Regions from separate parts of the Mus musculus genome. Here regions 1 and 2 are each linked to region 3. Evidence: chromatin contacts called from public HiChIP or PLAC-seq data. All regions are on one chromosome and are shown on one strand. The core of a region is the stretch at or near the end of the contact, and the rest is flanking DNA. Distances in the headings are between cores, read along the strand shown.

Region 1 (2,966 bases), core at 134-2,633, 350 kb after region 3:
AGTTGAGTAAGTTTATGAAACTTGGTGTTATATGTTCAGGAAAAGTGATGGATTAGAAAACAAAGAATATTTGAGGGTTATGTGCATAATTGTAAGCCCAGTCCTCAGGATTATATATTTTCTTGTGTTTAGAAATAATCACAGGTATACTTACAAAATAATTTTTATTTATCTTGGTCCCCTTTCTCACTTTTATCACATTACAGACATTTCTGTGTGCAACCCCTTTTGTAATTTCTGATCTTTCCTCCCTTACTCCACTGAGTTAATTATTCCTGAGGTAATTGGATTTATTCTAAATTTAAACTAAGGTGAAAGAATGCTTAAGTCAAAGCCATTTGTGAAATGGGCATGTGTTTATGCCTTAACCTTCACTAAGAAATGGGCTCTTTGCAATTTATTACTCTTGTGTTTTCTCACTCTGATAGTGACTTAAGTATAGACAGTTGTCTTTTTCTTTAATTAAAAGAGGAGTAAAATTTTATCTTTGCAGCCTGACTGCTACTTCCGAGACCGATGAGGAGGTTAACTTGAGGCTAGGAGTTTAAGACCAGAAAGGGTAACCTAGTGAGAGACCATTTTCGAACAAAATTAGACTCAGCATCAAGAAACCTTTTAGCGTGTGTGGAGACCATGGCTCTAGTGCATGCCATGTTCATTTTCATGGTTGATACCACTATTGAACTTTCTTTATCTGATTACAGCTTTGTTAAGATCTTATGTTTGTTGATCCCAGCCAGAATTTTTTGATATTTTAAAAAAAAGTCAGAAACCTCGATTCATAGCGATATTTTAAATGTTTATTTAGAACCTAGACTATTAGGGAAGGAAAATATATATGTTGGACAAATGAAGAGGGCTGACTTTCTGAACCCTTTCTCAGTTTTTAAACTCTTTGTAATAAGCATAAGGCAGCAGCATCTACTACAGCATTTTACAATATTCTTGACACCAGTGGAAAAGGAGATGGGCTGAATTCCTGGATTTTTCTTTCATATCTTTTGTTTATTCTTTGATATATTTTGATAATACCACTTTCACTTCCCTTTTCTGCTCTCTCAGGTAATCCCAGCATCTCCTCCTTTCACCTTCATATTTTGTCTTCTCCTCTTCTTCGATTTTTATAATCCTGAGGATTTATTAGTTGAGCCTGCTCTAGTGCTGACTGAGCAAGCTGGCTTGAGTCTGTGCAGTGACTGAATATCATGGCCGCCTCATCATATCCAGCAGACAACATTTCAGAACATCCTCTGGAGCTTACGTATTTTTGCCCCCCTTCTGTGATGTTCTTGATTGGGTGAGTAGGTCGCAGTTGTAGGTACCCTGTTTAGGGCTGAACCCTGAACATTAAGTCACCGTCAGCGCTTTGACCACTTATGAGTCACCGCTTTAACTGCTGCCCACTGCACAAAGAAGAATCTCTGGCTGCGACTGAGAGCAGAACTACCCTAAGTGGGGAAGCATAAATGTTTAGAAGGCAGCTTGACAACATGCCCATTTAGCAAAATACCACTAGTATGAACTTTATTTATTTATTTATTTATTTATTTATTTATTGCCAAACTGCAAAAGTGTAGTTTGTGTTAGCTTTATTTTTGATACTGGCAACTAAGGCTATGGCTTTTTCTATGGGTTTTTCTTGTGTAGACTAGGATACACTCTATTCTGATACATATTCCCAGGCTACAAGACTACCCTTTGAAGACAGTTTAAAAGGAATTTGAGAACTGTTTCAGGTTTAGAAGCACTAACTTATATTAAAAAACTATTCCTCATTCTTTAAAAAATGTACTGTGTGTGTGTGTGTGTGTGTGTGTGTGTATGCTACAGTGCATCGTGGGGAGGTTAGAGAATGACTTGGAGTGAAGTCTCTCCTGTCCATAGGTTGCCAGGTGTGTACAGACATCTTTAGCCTGCTGAGCCATATGGCTGCCTTCCCCATCCTCGTTTGTACTGTAGGACATGCAGGCCACAGACTGGATCCTTCGGTATCCAGCTCCTTAATGTTGGGATTCTGACACAAACCAGCGTGCCAAGTTCATATTATCCTCTTTCCCTTGGAAGCAGAGCTATTTTATTTATACTTTCAGCATTAAGGCTTGACACAGGCCCGATTATTATACAATCAGTCTGAAATGTCCAAAAAATCTTTGAAGGACAGTAGTTTTTATATCAAGTGTTTACTTTCCTATATATAAAACAAGTTATTAGAGCTCAGTACTTAGTTCATTATTATTATTATTGATTTGTTTTTTGGGTTTTTTTTTTTTTTTTTTTGAGACAGATATCTTTGTGTAGCCCTTGTTGACCTGGAACCTGATCAGGCTGGCCTCAAACTCCACCAGCCTCTGCCTCTTGAGTGCTGAGACTAAAGGTGTATTCCATTATGCCCAGTAGTTCTGTGTTTAAAACAATATTTTTCTTAGTGGAATAGCTTCATGTGTGTTGCACCACAGTTAACTAATCATAGGAAATGACTAACTCACATTGAGTTTCCTGGTCTGTAAATGTGCAACATGTTTAGGCATTATTTATCTCCCTGCAGTGACTACTTGGGAGTAAGTGTTTGACTGTCCAACTGAGCCTTATGATTGTTGTGTTTTAAAAATATTCCAGTGAAAGATATCAAGTCTAAAAGTTGGAAACATCATATACAAAGAGGGAAGTAGGAAGAACAGTGTACCAAGCACCCTGTGCTCCTGCCACCTTAGGCTCCTGTCAGCCCACAGGTTGTTGTAGATACATGGCTTTTTACTTTTTCTTCAATAGAACTCTGAAGGTGACCTTGAAGAATATTTCACATACTTGATTTCATCTTGAAAATATATTTAAAAAATTCACTGTTAAAAACCGTATTATCATTATGCCAGCTTAAAATAAATTCCATTTTATTAATATCATTATACTAACAATGCTTAGAACTACCAAATTCCTTTTTTCTTGTTTTCTTTTTTCTGCCATACTTT
Region 2 (2,833 bases), core at 262-2,761, 310 kb after region 3:
CTGTTTGGATTGAATTATCTAAAGACTCCAATTCTAGTTGAGTAGCCATGAAGCTAATTGCCACCCTTGCCTTGTTCCTGGCATTGCCAACATTGCTTCCAGGACTTTTTATCTATATTGTATCTGTATCTGTATCTATCTGTATCTGTATCTATCATCTGTATCTGTATCATCTGTATCTGTATCATCTGTATCTGTATCTGTATCATCTGTATCTGTATCATCTGTATCTGTATCTGTACCTGTACCTGTACCTGTACCTGTACCTGTACCTGTACCTGTACCTGTACCTGTGTCTGTGTCTGTGTCTGTGTCTGTGTCTGTGTCTGTGTCTGTGTCTGTGTCTGTGTCTGTGTCTGTGTCTGTGTCTGTATCATCTGTATCATCTGTATCATCTGTATCTGTATCTGTACCTGTACCTGTACCTGTACCTGTACCTGTACCTGTACCTGTACCTGTACCTGTACCTGTACCTGTGTCTGTGTCTGTGTCTGTGTCTGTGTCTGTGTCTGTGTCTGTGTCTGTGTCTGTGTCTGTGTCTGTGTCTGTGTCTGTGTCTGTGTCTGTATCATCTGTATCATCTGTATCATCTGTATCTGTATCTGTATCTGTACCTGTACCTGTACCTGTACCTGTAACTTTACCTGTATCTGTACCTGTATCTGTATCTGTACCTGTATCTGTATCTGTATCTACTTCTATATCCAATCTATATCCATATCCATATCTATATACATTGTACTATGGAAATGTTTCCCAATTTGTAGAACTTTTAAAGTCTAGTCTTGTGTGTAGACTTGGGAGTGAGGATTGGGTATGTGTTTTATACAAACCTTGAGAAGTGATTCGAAGGTAAATTTTCACCTGAGAACAGTTCCTTGTTGTTCAACAGTAAGTTAACCAACTGCACAAATATTCATCACATCACATTTTGTGTAGGACCTCTGCATACAAAGACAGGCCTTTCAGTCTGGAAGTTCATTTTAACAGAGGGCAAAGCCCTCAAAAGCAACGGTGCTCATGCAATCCCTGTGGTGTGGCAAGTATGTGATCAGTAGCATCTCTACCTGAAGTTCAATGTTTCTACAGCTCATTCACAATGTGCTCGTCCTATAAATTGCATCATATAAGTCTATCATCTTCTGCTTTATAAACAATTCCAAACTGGCTTTCATGAATAGTCACTGTCTACATTAGTTTAAATTATTATATCTAAGTAAAATTATAAATTTACTGGGGTAAAGGGGTAGCTCCCTTGGAAAAGTGCTTTACTACCCAAGTGTGAGAACCTGAGTTTGATTACTAGCACTCACATAAAACAAAGCCAGGCTTGATGGTATAGAGTTGTAATCCTTGTGTTAGAGAGTTGAACCCCACATCTCCATGAGCCACTTCGGAAAGCAAGGGCCTGGAACAGGCTATGTAGACCAACTGGCTTTGCACTCACAGAGACATTCTCTCAACTCTCACCACCCAGTGAAGGGGTTAAAGGCATGTTCCTCTATGCCTGGCCATACTTCCCTTTTTGTTGATTATTTCCCTATGCTTGGGAAACTGTACTAAGCCTAGCAAATTGCGTGTCATTTGCTCATACTTTTCTCTGCTACAGTACAAAGGTGACAGCATTCTAACTCTTTGCTGGGTTATCTAGGCATGAATGATGTGTTTCACAGACGCCTTGGTACTCATAAAGCCTTGGGTAATGAGTTACCACGGAGATCTGTGGATTGTTCACTCAAACTCCATCTGCATGTCACAAAAGAATAGCTGGTAACAAACTCAGGGTTTCTGTGTTTGTTTTTTAACATTTGCTTTTTAACATTTGTTTTTATACCCCAACCACCGATTTTCCTTCCACCACCCTTCCTAGTCACCCCCCTTACTTACCCCTCCCCCAGATCCAAACCCTCAGATACATTTCCTCTTCAGAAAAGAGCTGGTCTCTAAGAGATGACAGTCAAACAGGACAAAACAAGATAGAGTAAGACAAGGCAAACGCCTTCCTATTGAGCCTGGGGACAAAGTAACCCTATAAGAGGAAAAGAGTCCCAAAGGCAGGCAAAAGAGTCAGAGATACAGCTGCTCTCACTGTTAGGAGTCCCACAGAAACATTAAATTAACAGTCATAACATGTATGCAGAGGACCTGGCATAGACCCACACAGGCCCCAAGCTTACAGCTTCTGTCTTTGTGAGCATGTGAGACCTGTTGACAACTACAGCCTTAAGCTCAGTTTTACACTTCATTGTTTAGGACAATACTTGTGTCACCGTAAGGTATTTTGTAGAAGACAATTACAAGTGAGTGAGCATCTGATAAAATCAGTGACTTACATAGCACTGTTCCAAACTGTGTTTCTCCGGATTTAACTTTCCCCTTTAAGAGCTGAACCAATAGCATGCTAGTTAGCAAACCTATCACAAGTGCCTACAAGGAAGATTTGAGTACTGTAAGGAATGCTAAGGGACCAATTCCTTCACCTTGCTGTGCCCATACACCTACAGGACTTATTCTCTCTCTGTGCCTCTTTCATCTATGTTTCAATATGGTTTTATTGTTAAGCGTATCTATCTATTAAAGTAGCTAATAGAGTAAGAGAGATTTATGAAGACAAATATACTGCAAAATAGTAGAGCTTTATAAGTCAAACTAAGCTGGATCACCCATACGAACAAGCTTCAGTTGTAGACTTGAAGATAGAATTTCTTTCTTTGTGGCAATTAATGCTCGTCAGATGGCAACTTTTAATGACTTATGTGATTTTTTTTAAGACGTGACACTAAGTTTCAACTAATCATACACATTGAAAGTGGCAAAATTCTTCATAAAATGG
Region 3 (3,128 bases), core at 246-2,745:
AGTTTGTCACCAGCCTCGGGATTTCAACTCTGTCATTACAAATGAAAAGAGTTATTTTGTCAGTTTGCAGTAGCTAAAGAAAACTAAGGCAGCCTGGAGATACTTACTCAGAGGAAAGAAAAACCAAAGCTAAAATAGAGGCAGACTCCCAGGTAAAGCAGAACTGTCCATTCCCAGCCTCATCACCCCTTGCAGGGATCAGAAGGCCCATGCAGGGGTCACTGCTCTCTGGTCTGCTATTCCTGGCTATGTGAGCTTTGACAAATCTTTGCAATGCCCCCTCCTCTCAGAGAGAAGATGGACAGGGGAGCTCTGACTATTCCTTTTCAGATGTAACCCCAAGGACAGCTGGAGAGAGGGGTGTGGCAAAAGTAAGGTATTCTTAGGGGTCCAAGACAAGATTTCTCAATTTCTATTGAGATAGAAGATAAACCACATTTAAAACAGTGAAGTATACAGAAACAGACCGAATCCAGCCTTACTGTAAAAATTACAGTTAAGTTTGTGGGGTCACACTGTTTCTTAGCATTTTTCCCTAGCTGTCTGTAACTCTCCCTTAGGAGACTGGTACTGTTATCTTCATTTAAGGTGGGGACGCTGAGGCATGAAAAGTTTAGAAACTTCTCAAGAAGACTATCTATAATGAAACCAAAACTTTGCCTGAAATGAATGTGGTCCCCAGAAGGTAGCATCTGGTGACACATTCCCCACTCTTTCACTCACTGGGAAACCATCCTCAGATCCTGAGTCCTTCTTCCCACCAGTCATCATTCCAGCTGCTGGGACAGAACTGACATTCATGAGTTGGTATGACAACGTAGGGAATTTTAGGTCTCTCTCGCTTAATGTTTACAATGGACACTTTCAAACTAATATACGCACCAATTCCGAAGTAGGTGCACATTACCGTGTTCCATGTGAAACAACAGCAGACCCTACAGTGGAGGCTAGGGAATAGGTGCCTTGTGAGCCATGAGCTATACATTCACCTGAAACTATCACATTATCAAAATGCTGAAGGCAATAGAATAGTTCAACTCTATAGGTAACTGAAGACCTTAAACTGCTTTAGGTCTGAGTTACATCGGGCTGTGCAGACAATGGCCCCCATGGTAAGACTGATAGCCCAGATCTGAAAACAAATGAACTTCCCAGTAGAAGCTTTTGCCAAGTCTAGAATTGTCCCCAGTCTGGAGCAGTAAACACTTACCGAGAGCTGCATTTCACTCACGCAGTTCTTTTCACTGCTGCTAATCAGAATCCCTTTTGTTTCCCTTGGTACAGGTCTATCTTCCCACACCCTACACATGATTACAGACTATTTGCAAAGGGAAACTTAGAGACACCCGGCACGATACTCTTTTCAGGGCTCGCTTAAAATCTTGAAAGAAACTCACCCGTTGTGTTGTGCATTCCTTCTTGGCCAAAGTGTGCCGTGGTTTCGAAAGCGAGCCCCGTCCTTCTGAACTTTTCTGTATCCGTTATAATATTAAAGAGCCACAAGGAAGGGAAGTGGTTAGTCAACTTGCTAATTTTATCAGTTCCCCACCACTCCCGGTTAAACAGTACCTGATGCTACAGACAAGAAATCAGTGTTGCAGTTAATTTCCCTGCCACGGCAAACCGGGAAGCAGAAGGAGGGACTGTATCTGGTTTGTAGCACAAGACACTCAATGAATGAACATCTTATTACTATTAATAAGAAGCCTAATAAATGCCAGACGCCAGTGATTCAACAAAATGAAGAGGAGGGACGAGAATGTCAGCTCATACTCCAGGAAACTCTGTATGGGTGGGAAGGGGGGGATTTTAATGCAGAGGACGTGTGGGACGTGGCTGGTGTTTCATTTGTTGATAAATTATTCTGCACTGGAATAGAGCCAGTTTACCGGATATAGAAACTTCCACCACTGGGGGCCCTGGCTCAGACCACTCTTCCTCTAGAGCTTAGTAATTAACAGACAGGACAAGGGAGAAAATGTGTGCCTCTGGATAAGGAAAATTTAAACACTCTCTGGAGGAGCAGCCATGAACTGTGTCCTGGAAGTCAAACTTGACAAGAAATGAGGAGAAAATATAGACCAAGAGACAGATTTTTAATGAAACAAAATGCTTTTGATGTTTCCATCCAACTCTGAAAGACTGCAACAAATATAAAACACTGCTGCCCCAGAACCCTGGACCAGGCCGTTTCCTGAGCTACTTAAATGGCTGGTATTTGAAGTAAATCTGAAGTGCTCACTTTGAAGTGCATCCCCCACCATATCTAAGGATTATGGAATTAGAGAAAAAAAGAGAGAGAGAATGTCTGCAAAGCAAATCATCTGGAAGGCTCATTAACCCTTGCTGCAGACTGGCTGAGAATGCATTCCCTCAAAGACATCCTGACAGATTGAAATCATGTAAAGTGACAAGGTCAAAAAGCCGGGCATGGTGGCGCACCCCTTTAATCCCAGCACTCGGGAGGCAGAGGCAGGCGGATTTCTGAGTTCGAGGCCAGCCTGGTCTACAAAGTGTGTTCCAGGACAGCCAGAACTACAGAAAGAAACCCTGTCTCCAAAAACAAAAAACCAAACCAAAACAAAACAAAAAACCAGTTAAATTCCATACTCTGGTGCAGTGTGAGCAAGGAAGGGCTCACAGGCACCCTTCCTTTACTACTATCCCCCAAATCAGTATCACTACCCAACTAAATAAAGGAGGGCAAAGAGCATGGAGAGCATTGCCCTTATTTCCCGTAAGCCCATTTTCTAACTTACATTTAAGGGAACGTGCTCCTTGATGTGTAAGTGATATGCAAGGAGAGCCCTACGAGGGGACCCTGCATAAGAAGCAAGAGCTTTAGAGCTCCACACACTCCCCACCCCCATTCCCACATGGACACCTGACAGGTATTAAGGTGGGAAGACATTCCTGGGAGCGCCACACTTCCAAAATGACCCTCTCGCTCACAGGCACACCTTCTCCCCAATTCCTCACAACTCCTCAGACTATCCTCTTCTGCAGGACACTGCAGCCCTTTGGACAAGCTTCCTCCCTACTCTAAGATGCTGGAATAGCCCTATCTGAAATCTTATAGCATAGGTCACTATTCTCTCTTTCCACTGAGGAACTATTTCACTGTGACA

The links. HiChIP or PLAC-seq counts read pairs in DNA pulled down with a chosen protein or histone mark.
Region 1: an H3K4me3 HiChIP or PLAC-seq map of bone marrow-derived macrophages shows a contact between it and region 3, with 8 times the contacts expected there. The contact joins two enhancer-like sites. A contact is called at or near these places in 1 of 39 promoter capture datasets (liver), 2 of 484 Hi-C or Micro-C datasets (B cells and bone marrow-derived macrophages) and 4 of 115 datasets of contacts at active chromatin or transcription factors (the 230-238 cell line, bone marrow-derived macrophages, large pre-B cells and 1 more).
Region 2: a contact with region 3 is called in an H3K27ac HiChIP or PLAC-seq map of microglia, with 6 times the contacts expected there. The contact joins two enhancer-like sites. A contact is called at or near these places in 1 of 15 datasets of contacts at CTCF or cohesin (pro-B cells), 3 of 484 Hi-C or Micro-C datasets (conventional dendritic cells, granulocyte-monocyte progenitors and macrophages) and 5 of 115 datasets of contacts at active chromatin or transcription factors (the 230-238 cell line, bone marrow-derived macrophages, embryonic limb bud and 1 more).

The regions. Positions count from the first base shown.
Region 1 is chr12:35,065,343-35,068,308 of GRCm38.p6, forward strand. All of the region lies in intron 1 of Snx13 (sorting nexin 13), which reads left to right. Among named protein-coding and RNA genes, the nearest start is that of Snx13, 20 kb to the left of the region's middle. Within about 2 kb of position 1,384, at least 35 of the 459 cell types and tissues checked have an H3K27ac peak or open chromatin away from gene starts, as enhancers often do. A contact at or near this core is called in bone marrow-derived macrophages, where this site is marked.
Region 2 is chr12:35,024,605-35,027,437 of GRCm38.p6, forward strand. No RefSeq gene overlaps it. Among named protein-coding and RNA genes, the nearest start is that of Gm40385, 4.5 kb to the left of the region's middle. Within about 2 kb of position 1,512, at least 65 of the 459 cell types and tissues checked have an H3K27ac peak or open chromatin away from gene starts, as enhancers often do. A contact at or near this core is called in bone marrow-derived macrophages, granulocyte-monocyte progenitors and microglia, where this site is marked.
Region 3 is chr12:34,712,881-34,716,008 of GRCm38.p6, forward strand. All of the region lies in intron 3 of Hdac9 (histone deacetylase 9), which reads right to left. Among named protein-coding and RNA genes, the nearest start is that of Gm46347, 73 kb to the right of the region's middle. Within about 2 kb of position 1,496, at least 52 of the 459 cell types and tissues checked have an H3K27ac peak or open chromatin away from gene starts, as enhancers often do. A contact at or near this core is called in bone marrow-derived macrophages, granulocyte-monocyte progenitors and microglia, where this site is marked.